Regions from separate parts of the Mus musculus genome. Here region 2 is linked to region 1. Evidence: chromatin contacts called from public HiChIP or PLAC-seq data. All regions are on one chromosome and are shown on one strand. The core of a region is the stretch at or near the end of the contact, and the rest is flanking DNA. Distances in the headings are between cores, read along the strand shown. Region 1 has its middle 64 kb from the start of Cd200r3. Region 2 holds the start of Cd200r1 (CD200 receptor 1).

Region 1 (4,322 bases), core at 1,043-3,542:
AGGCTTGTGGGGGACAAGGGTAAAACAGGAGGAGATAATCATTTAAAAGATCCTTGGGAAAAAAATGGGTTGACTTGATTTCTTATGGGATTGTAACCTATACAAGAAACAGCCTGGTATACTTGCTCCGAAGCTAAGCGTACTCAAGGGCCAATAGTCAAAACATATCACTGTGACTTAAAAAGCCTTCAGGCATTTACTCAATTCTTGTTGTAATTTCCAAAAACTGTCCAAAGAAAATCAGCATTGTATCTATCATTTCTCCCCTTTATGTTTCATATTGCCAGGGTGACCAGGCTTCACTCACCATTAGGTGAAGTCCCTAGTTAGCTATACACATATATATTGAAAAACAGATTGAAGGTACAAAGGGAACCCATGCACACTATTTCACTGGATTGCCTAATGAACATGCACTGACCAGCAGCTCTGTATTGCCCTCCCCTCCCCTCCCCTCCCCTCCCCTCCCCTCCTCTCCCCTCCCTTATTCTGCACATGGTGTTGTTGCTTTTTAGTGCTGGGATTAAATTTAGGGACTTGAATAGTCAAGGCAAGTGCTCTACCACACCACTAAGTTACACTGCTAGCCCTTGCCTTTAACTGTTCTAGGCTTGGGAACTACAAATCCAGGAAGGATGGTGCACTGCATGCGTCTAATCCGGCAGCATTCATAGACAGAGCTTGAGGCAAGAAGACTGTGAGTTCAAGGCCAGCCTAGAGTGTCTGGAGAGATTCTGCCCCTGCCCCCAGCACTGCCAAAAGGGAAAAAAAAGACACAAAGGAGAACCCTTTCTATTGATGATAAACACTTATCGAGGCAGTAATGTACCTGACTCTATAAGATAAAATCTACAGTCCAGGATCATGGGGGTTTCTACACCTCCTCAAATGTTGGTGAGTAAAGAAAAGTAGAAAACTAATTTACAAATGATTGTTAACTCAGGAAGGAGTTTGGTCCCTCAAACATTGGTGTTTTACTTATGGACCCAGTGGGTTACCTTCCTCAAAATGTAGAACTGATAGCATATAAACTCTACCCAGGGCTATTTGGTTTGGAGCATTACTTCTAATTAAGATTTATGGTTATTTGAATAAGAATGGCTCTATAGGCTTATATATTTGAAGTCAAGAAGTAGCACTATTTTAAAGGATAAGCCTTGTTGGAAGTAGTATATTGCTAGGGGTGTGGGCTTTAAGCCCAAACCAGATCCCACTCTGCCCGCAGACTAGGGGATGCAGTTCCAGCCATGTGTACCACCCTATGAAAACACATCTTGGGGTTGATGATGTTTCAACACAGACTACTTTTCAAGCTTTTAATGTTCTTGATCACATTTTATACTGCCTCATCTGCAGCCTCTCAGCTGGCACAGCTATGTTGCCATCTGAAGATTGTTAAGTCCCCATAAAAATGTAATGACACACAAGCGTTGGTTTGGGTCTATCTGGGTCGTGAAGATGTGGAGCATCTTCCTTTTATAGTGGAAGAACAGAAGGGGCTGTCTTGATTACTCATTACAGCTTCTGTGGTGTGAAGTAAGAGCAGCATTATTTCACCATTCTAAACGCTATAGTTCTGAAACTAACACATGAGCGATATTGGTTCCTTCCAGGTTTCTGGAGAAACTGGTGTCAGGCATCTGTTCTGGTGGAGAGAGGGCAGTCATTGGTATAGGACATCATTTGAAACCCAGCTTTTGTCTCCCTCTTTGTGTTGAGTTTGGGGACCCAGGGATAACATAGGATTACCTCAGAATCTTAAGCTAATTATATCCAAGGCTCTTTCCCAAACAAAGACACATTTCTAAATTCAGACCTTGTGCCATGGACCAGCCATGGGGAGGAGGGAGCATCACTCACCACACCATAGACCTCCCTTAGTCTGATTTGTTTTGATTTAGATTTGCTACATGCTAGAGTTACGTACTATGGCAGACAGGGTTAGTCACAAACCTAGAAAAAAAATTGAATTTCTGTCATAAAATAGGAGTCCAGCTAGGAGCCAATGATATCAAAACAGATGAGCTACAACAATGTCCTCTAAACTGTAATCTAATAACTGGGTCATAAGCAAGTGATCAAAGGCAGTGCAGCCGCAGACTTTCTGCTGTTAACCTGTTGGACACTTGCATATTTATCACATGTGAATAATTGTAACATCAACAAAAAGTCTCTCCTCAAATCTCACAGTTAGAGGAAATGCCACCATTTCCTTTGCCTTTGGTGTGAACCCAGAATATGAAAGCTGGCAGTACAGGAAGCAGGCAAGAGTTAAGGTGTGTCAACCCTTAACTCTTTGAAATGATTCCACGTGGTATGGAGCAGAACTCTGGCTGGTTCAGACTCCCTTTGATGCCTGTGGCCAGACACTGGTAAATGTAGGTGGAGCTTAAAACAAGCCTTTTACTGTAGCAGGCAATCAGTCTCCTAAGGCTTCCCAAAAGGCATCCAAGGATCAAAGATGGGCAATGTGTTGGCTTCAGCAAACTGTTCTCACTGTTCCCATCCCAGAAATACTGGCAAGTTCCCCAAGAGCACCAGTTTCTAACTAAAAGAAACCACTGCACTTTGTCTTTTTATGCCGATGTGGATTTCATGAATAATTTACTAAAATAAGACTCTAGGTTCATAAAAAAACAGTTACGAGACGACTTGTGTCAAGAAGGAGGGATTTAAAAATGCCTCTAATCCCATCCCTACCTCAGGCTCCATTCTTTTTCTCCAGTTGTTATACCTGTGCACTTTTCTGAACCTTTGCTGCCATTTCATGAACACATTCTGTCCAAAGCAGGCTCAGTGCTATGGCCTCTGAAAGCCAAGGGATGAACATAAAGGAAGAACTGTTCATCTAAAAAGTTCCTAATCAAACAGTGGGTGGAGCTTGGGAACTCTTATGGAAGAACAGGAAGGAGTGCAGCCCCTAAGGGGATAGGAACACCACAGGAAAACCAACAGAGTCAGCTACCCTGGACCCTTGGGACTCTCAGAGACTTAACTACCGACTAAAGAACATCCATGGGCTGAACCTAGGCCTCCCCATACATATATAGCAGATGTGCAGCCTGGTCTTCATGTGAGTTCTGAACAACTGGAATGGAGACTGTCTTAGTCAGGGTTTCTATTCCTGCACAAACATCATGACCAAGAAGCAAGTTGGGGAGGAAAGGGTTTATTCAGCTTACACTTCCATACTGCTGTTCATCACCAAAGGAAGTCAGGACTGGAACTCAAGCAGGTCAGAAAGCAGGAGCTGATGCAGAAGCCATGGAGGGATGTTCTTTACTGGCTTGCTCAGCCTGCTCTCTTATAGAACCCAAGACTATCCGCCCAGGGATGGTCCCACCCACAAGGGGCCTTTCCCCCTTGATCACTAATTGAGAAAATGCCTTACAGTTGGATCTCATGGAGGCATTTTCTCAACTGAAGCTCCTTTTTCTGTGATAACTCCAGCTGTGTCAAGTTGACACAAAGCTAGCCAGTACAGGGACTATCCCAAAAGCTGTTGCCTGTATGTGGGATATATTCTATTAGCTGGGCTTCCTTGTCTGGCTTCAGTGGGAGATGAAGCACCTAGCTTCGTAGAGACTTGAAGTTCCCGGGTTAGGGGATACCTGCTCAGAGGAGAAAGCGGGGTTGAGGGAAGGATTGTGGAAGGGGTTGACTCAGAGGAGGGCAGTGAGCAGGATATAAAATGAATAAGCAAAAAATTAATTAATTTTTCAAAAGTTCTTAGATTCGAGGTCCTCATTTTGGCAAGAAACTCGAGAAAAGATTTCAGTGCTGTGTTGCAGAAGAGTAAAGCTTGAAGCTAGACTTCAGATAAACAGAGTGCTGCTACTGTGCTACTGACACGGGCAAAACATGTGATCAAGGCTGAGAGCTTGTCTGATGATCCTTAACAGGAAAGGAGAGAGGGGAGAAAGTGAGGAGGAGGGGAGGGAAATACATTGAGGAAGTGAGAGCCCTATTGCTTGGTGCCTGACCTGATTCAGGGCCCCACTTGCAGCTGAAGCCAAGGCCACATGTTTCAGGGAGTGGAATAAGGGTGGAGGTGCCCACAGGGCAAGGCCAGTTTACAGATTCCGATGCAAACTTGCTTGCCAGAATGGAGGAAGATGCCTTCTAGACTGCTTCTCGTACTGCTGCCAGAACCAAAATTCTTCAGGTTCTTTCTGATGCCGTTGGTCAGCTGCATTTGATCTCTAGGTCACAGATTCTGCAGCGAAGAATACCCTTTCATACGAATCCCCCTTTCCATGGGAATTCCATTCGAGTATTATACCAGGTGGGAAGCTATCAATGTAGTAGTTATTTCTAAAGCA
Region 2 (4,322 bases), core at 573-3,072, 240 kb after region 1:
GATTTCAGAGACTTGGAGAACGTAGTGTCTCCAATGCACGCCTTTAATCCCAGCACTTGGAAGGCAGAGGCAGGTGGGTTTCTGAGTTCAAGGCCAGCCTGGTCTACAAAGTGAGTTCCAGGACAGCCAGGGCTATACAGAGAACCCCTATCTGGGGGAGGGGGGGTGGGGGGGGGAGGACCTTTCAGCTTTCAAAATTCAAACTCTGCTATGTTTCCATTTTGTTGCTTTTTTGTCTGATCTACTAATACACAACCTGACACAACCTGACTGGGCTTTCCCTGTCAAATTGATCCTGCACAGACTTTAAAGGCTTTCTAGAGAAGCCCAACTACTGAAAGACTCAGGACACTCCCCCCCCCTTCAAATTATAAACAAATAATTAGCTTAGCGTTTTCAGCTGTGCTACAATGGGTGCCTCTCAGTGAAAAGCAATCCGGGTAAACTGCACACTCCAATGTTTTGTGGTGCTTATGGAAATAAGTACTGCGGACAAAGCACTTCACCGCCCTAAGCTTAGGTTCTAGCTATGTGAAACGGAGCTTTCTTCCATCCTGACCTCAATGGCTTGCTATGCACATCAAAAAGAACAGATAACTGAAAATTCTCAGCAGAAGGGTGCAGTGGTGGATCATAGTTATCTTACGTGTGCTCACCAGTAAGACTATCATGTGATGTTCTCTTTCTGGAAGATAGACCAAAATGTGATTTTTAAAGGAATTCTGGTGAAAGGAAAGAAATACCGTGTCTCCTTTAAATTGTTAAACTATACATTTCAGAGCTAAGTCTGTTGTTCCCTCGTAGCTACTGCAGCTACTAAAAGTGAAACATGAAAAAGCCTCCTACACGAACTCCCACCACCCTTCTACAGTGAAATCAGGACACCCGCACGGTAGCCCCAAATTCTATTGAACTCCTACAAAACTGCAGACATTGAGGCGTGCACCTCCTGATTCAGAAAGTGACTCCTGTAGCCCACATATCTTCAAGATAAAGGCAAATATACATCACAGATACACCAGTGTAACTGTATGTGTAAAGCCTGCAGTCACGAAAAGTGTCAGGAAAAAAAAAAAAAGATACGTTCCCAACTTACACTGTTGGCGAGGGAGACCAGAGATGATAGCTGGTTGTTGGTTTGGTTTTTGGTTTTTGGTTTTCCCCAAGAAGAAGATACAGAGACCCCCATGTCATTTTGATTGCTATGAATATGTGTTTAATTTATCCTGACCTGTCCTGAAGGGGGAGGGGAGATGAGGAAGCGACAGTGGAGGACATTATAGAACACAAAGCAAAAATAAATCAGACAAAGCAGAAAGTAGAGGTGACAAGGTAACCCATATCTGGAGCAACCCTTATCTCTACAACAGAAATTGGCTTGCGTTACCCAGCGAAAAGGGACAAGGCTTAAATGCTGCGCAGAACAGGTCTCTCCTCCCTTAGTCATTCTCCCCACCCACACCCCCCAAAAAATTTCAGACTCACCAGCCACAAAGACCCCCCATATTAAGAGCACTGCTAGGGCAGAAGTTCTCCAAAAGCAAAACATTTCGGTTTTCTGGTTTTCCGCCGCTCACTCGGTACTTTTTCTCCTCAGAGGTAAGGGAGCAGCAGTGACCATAACCCGGATCCCTCTTCTCTCGGGTTGGCTTCTGCGTGGTAGCGCACCTCTTAACCCATCCGCAGGGAGCAGCCCCGTCCTGCCTGCCAACTCCTTCCACTCGCGTGCTTTAGTCTGGCTTGGAAGAGAAGAAACTTCTCTGGGACTTGACACAGCAATGGATTTCCTGTGCAGAACCGTGAAGCAAAGACAGAGGAAGCTGACTGAGTGGGTTACTTTCAGCCCATTGGCTCTTTCTCTTCTCCTGCTGCTCACAGATAAACTGTACAGTAAGGCTCTGAACATGCCCAAGACAGATGGATGTGTCTAAACCTCCATTCAAAACTGAAGAGGGTTATCGATCGATTTTCGCCGCGTGCTTGTAAATTTCCTAACCACAATGAATTTCTGGAAAGTTCTCCAATATAATAATAATAATAATAATAATAATAATAATAATAATAATAATAGTGTGTATACCCTTCCTCAGTCTTTAATGCAGAATAAATATTTCTACTTGAAAATGCCATGGTGAGATTACTATCTAGTCTGGAACCCCACACATAATGCTGGGAGCATCAAATGCGTTTTTCTATTATTTTCTATTATTTCTATTATTACCCTAACAATCCCAAAATGAGAGGCTTAAACACAGCACTAATGCACTGCCCGGGAGTCAAAAGTCTGAACGTCATGATATGGGATTAAAATCAAGGCGTAGCCAGGCCTTTGCTTCTTCTGGAGACACGACCTTTTCCAGCACCCAGATGTCTCTGCGCTCTAGCCTGCGGCCATCGGACATCATTCTAACCTGTGTTCCATTGCCATAGCTGATCGCCTGATGATGACCCTTCTGCCTTCCTCTTACAAGGTCCTTTGCGATTAATTTGTCCAATGAGCATTGTCTGTTCATCCGAAGATCCTTAATTTAATTACATTCACATAGTCCCTTTTGCCACATCAGTGAACGTTCAGTCGCAGACCTCTGTGGGAGGCTCAGTACTGAATTTCCATTCTCTTTGACTTTCGAGGAGTTAGGTTGTTGTAGTCACAGATAACCGCCTTTGAGTTGTCATAGATCTGAGAGTCTAACTTCCCAGAAAAATTCTGTGTAATGTTACTAGTTAGTATAAACTTAGATTACAGTTGAGAAGAAGGAAAAAAAAAAAAAAAACCAAAAAACCTCTGTGGTAAGAATTTCCTACCCCTGAGCAAAATGCTCCAGGAAGAGGAAGAAAACATTGTCAACAGGAAAAAAAGATAAAACAGCACGAATTTTCAAAGTTAGCAATTCCCTCTTCCCTCTTGCCAAACATTAAACTCTATATATTACCCTCCTCCACCTCTCAAGCTTTCTCAGTGCACCATTCTGATTCAAAGGAACAAGGAGATAAGATCCTTAAGAGAAAGAAAGACTTGAAGACATGTCATTTAAATTTAAATACTGTTTTTCCATCACAAGAAGCTGTTGACACTGTAGGTTCTGAGGACAATCTGAGCAGTGCTTAATTCTCTGCCAAGCAACCTCAATGATACTGGTTCATTTTCTTAGCTGTGTCTGTATTTCTTTTCTATTTGATATTATAATGGCATGAGCTTTTGTCCATGTCATCAAAAAGTTTTGATGATCAGGGGAGCGAAATGGCTTAGTAGGTAAAGGTGTTTGCCACACAAGCCTGTAGACCTGATTGCAGTCCCCAGCAACTACATCAAAGTAGAGTGAGATAACATAGCCAGCCTTCACATTTGTACGATGGCATGTACATGTACACACACAAACATACACACACACACACACACAGCAGAGAGAGAACAAATTCTTTAATTTTGTTTTTCTTTTTTTTTTTATTCTTCTCTTCATTATTTATTTTTGAGATGGGATGGACTCAAACTTTCTGTGTATCCACGGATAACTGGGAACTCCTGGTTCTCCTGTCTTCACCTCCCCAATGCTGAGATTATACTGTGCCATGTGCTACCACAGTTAGTTTATGTGGTCCTGGGGATGAACCCATGGTTTCATGCATACTAGGCAAGACACTATAAATTGAGCCACATTCACAGCCTCGAAATTGTTTTAATTACTTTTGTTTTAAGTTACTTTCATTTGTTTTAATGATATAAAACAAACAATGATAAAAAACGAAAAAAACAAAAAAAAAATTGAAGCTAAGCTTCAGAGACCTTCTAAGTGTCCAATCAAAGGATTTCATGCTTGCCAATGGCCTGGCTGAGTTCTTCAGGTTCAGCTCCCATCCCCTCACAGCCCTGCCCCTCACAGCCCCACCCACCCCTTCAAGCAGTGATCTTTCAGACTCTCTCCTTGTGTGCTCATCTGAGAACAAATCACAGTCTTTAACCAGCTGTGTAAGAGTTGACTCAGTAACTTCCACACCATGGAGTTCATAAAGTAGGCTCACCAAGAGTCTACTTTGTCTCTCTACTTCTTCACACCTTCTGCCCTCAAGTCCCACAACCCAACTTTCCCAAGCCCCACCTTCTCTTCTTAAGGAGAACAGGTATTTACATTAAGGCCCCAGAAGCTTACTACCACTTCAGTTCTCTCTGAAGATGTACAACGAACATGACCACTATAAGAGAGGCACGTGTGCATCTTGTAAACGCTTCTCTCTGAAAAATCTCAAGGTCCTAGTTTCTCCCTGTGTCTACTTTTTGGTACCCGATCCCAGAAACCAGGACAGAAGAATGAAGAGAGATCAAG

The links. HiChIP or PLAC-seq counts read pairs in DNA pulled down with a chosen protein or histone mark.
Region 2: an H3K27ac HiChIP or PLAC-seq map of regulatory T cells shows a contact between it and region 1, with 5 times the contacts expected there. The contact joins the promoter of Cd200r1 here to the enhancer-like site in region 1. A contact is called at or near these places in 15 of 39 promoter capture datasets (the 3T3-L1 cell line, the C10 cell line, the HPC-7 cell line and 8 more), 37 of 484 Hi-C or Micro-C datasets (the AML12 cell line, the C2C12 cell line, CD4 T cells and 22 more), 13 of 115 datasets of contacts at active chromatin or transcription factors (CD8 T cells, the HPC-7 cell line, bone marrow-derived dendritic cells and 8 more) and 4 of 9 other capture datasets (adipose tissue, bone marrow-derived macrophages, embryonic stem cells and 1 more).

What each region holds. Positions count from the first base shown.
Region 1 is chr16:45,005,136-45,009,457 of GRCm38.p6, reverse strand. It overlaps a transcript of Cd200r3 not described here. Among named protein-coding and RNA genes, the nearest start is that of Cd200r3, 64 kb to the right of the region's middle. Within about 2 kb of position 2,292, at least 33 of the 459 cell types and tissues checked have an H3K27ac peak or open chromatin away from gene starts, as enhancers often do. A contact at or near this core is called in CD8 T cells, Th1 cells, adipose tissue and 3 more, where this site is marked.
Region 2 is chr16:44,763,236-44,767,557 of GRCm38.p6, reverse strand. It overlaps Cd200r1 (CD200 receptor 1), which reads right to left and starts at 1,822. Exons shown (of 7, transcript NM_021325.3): 1 at 1,486-1,822. The coding sequence starts at 1,549.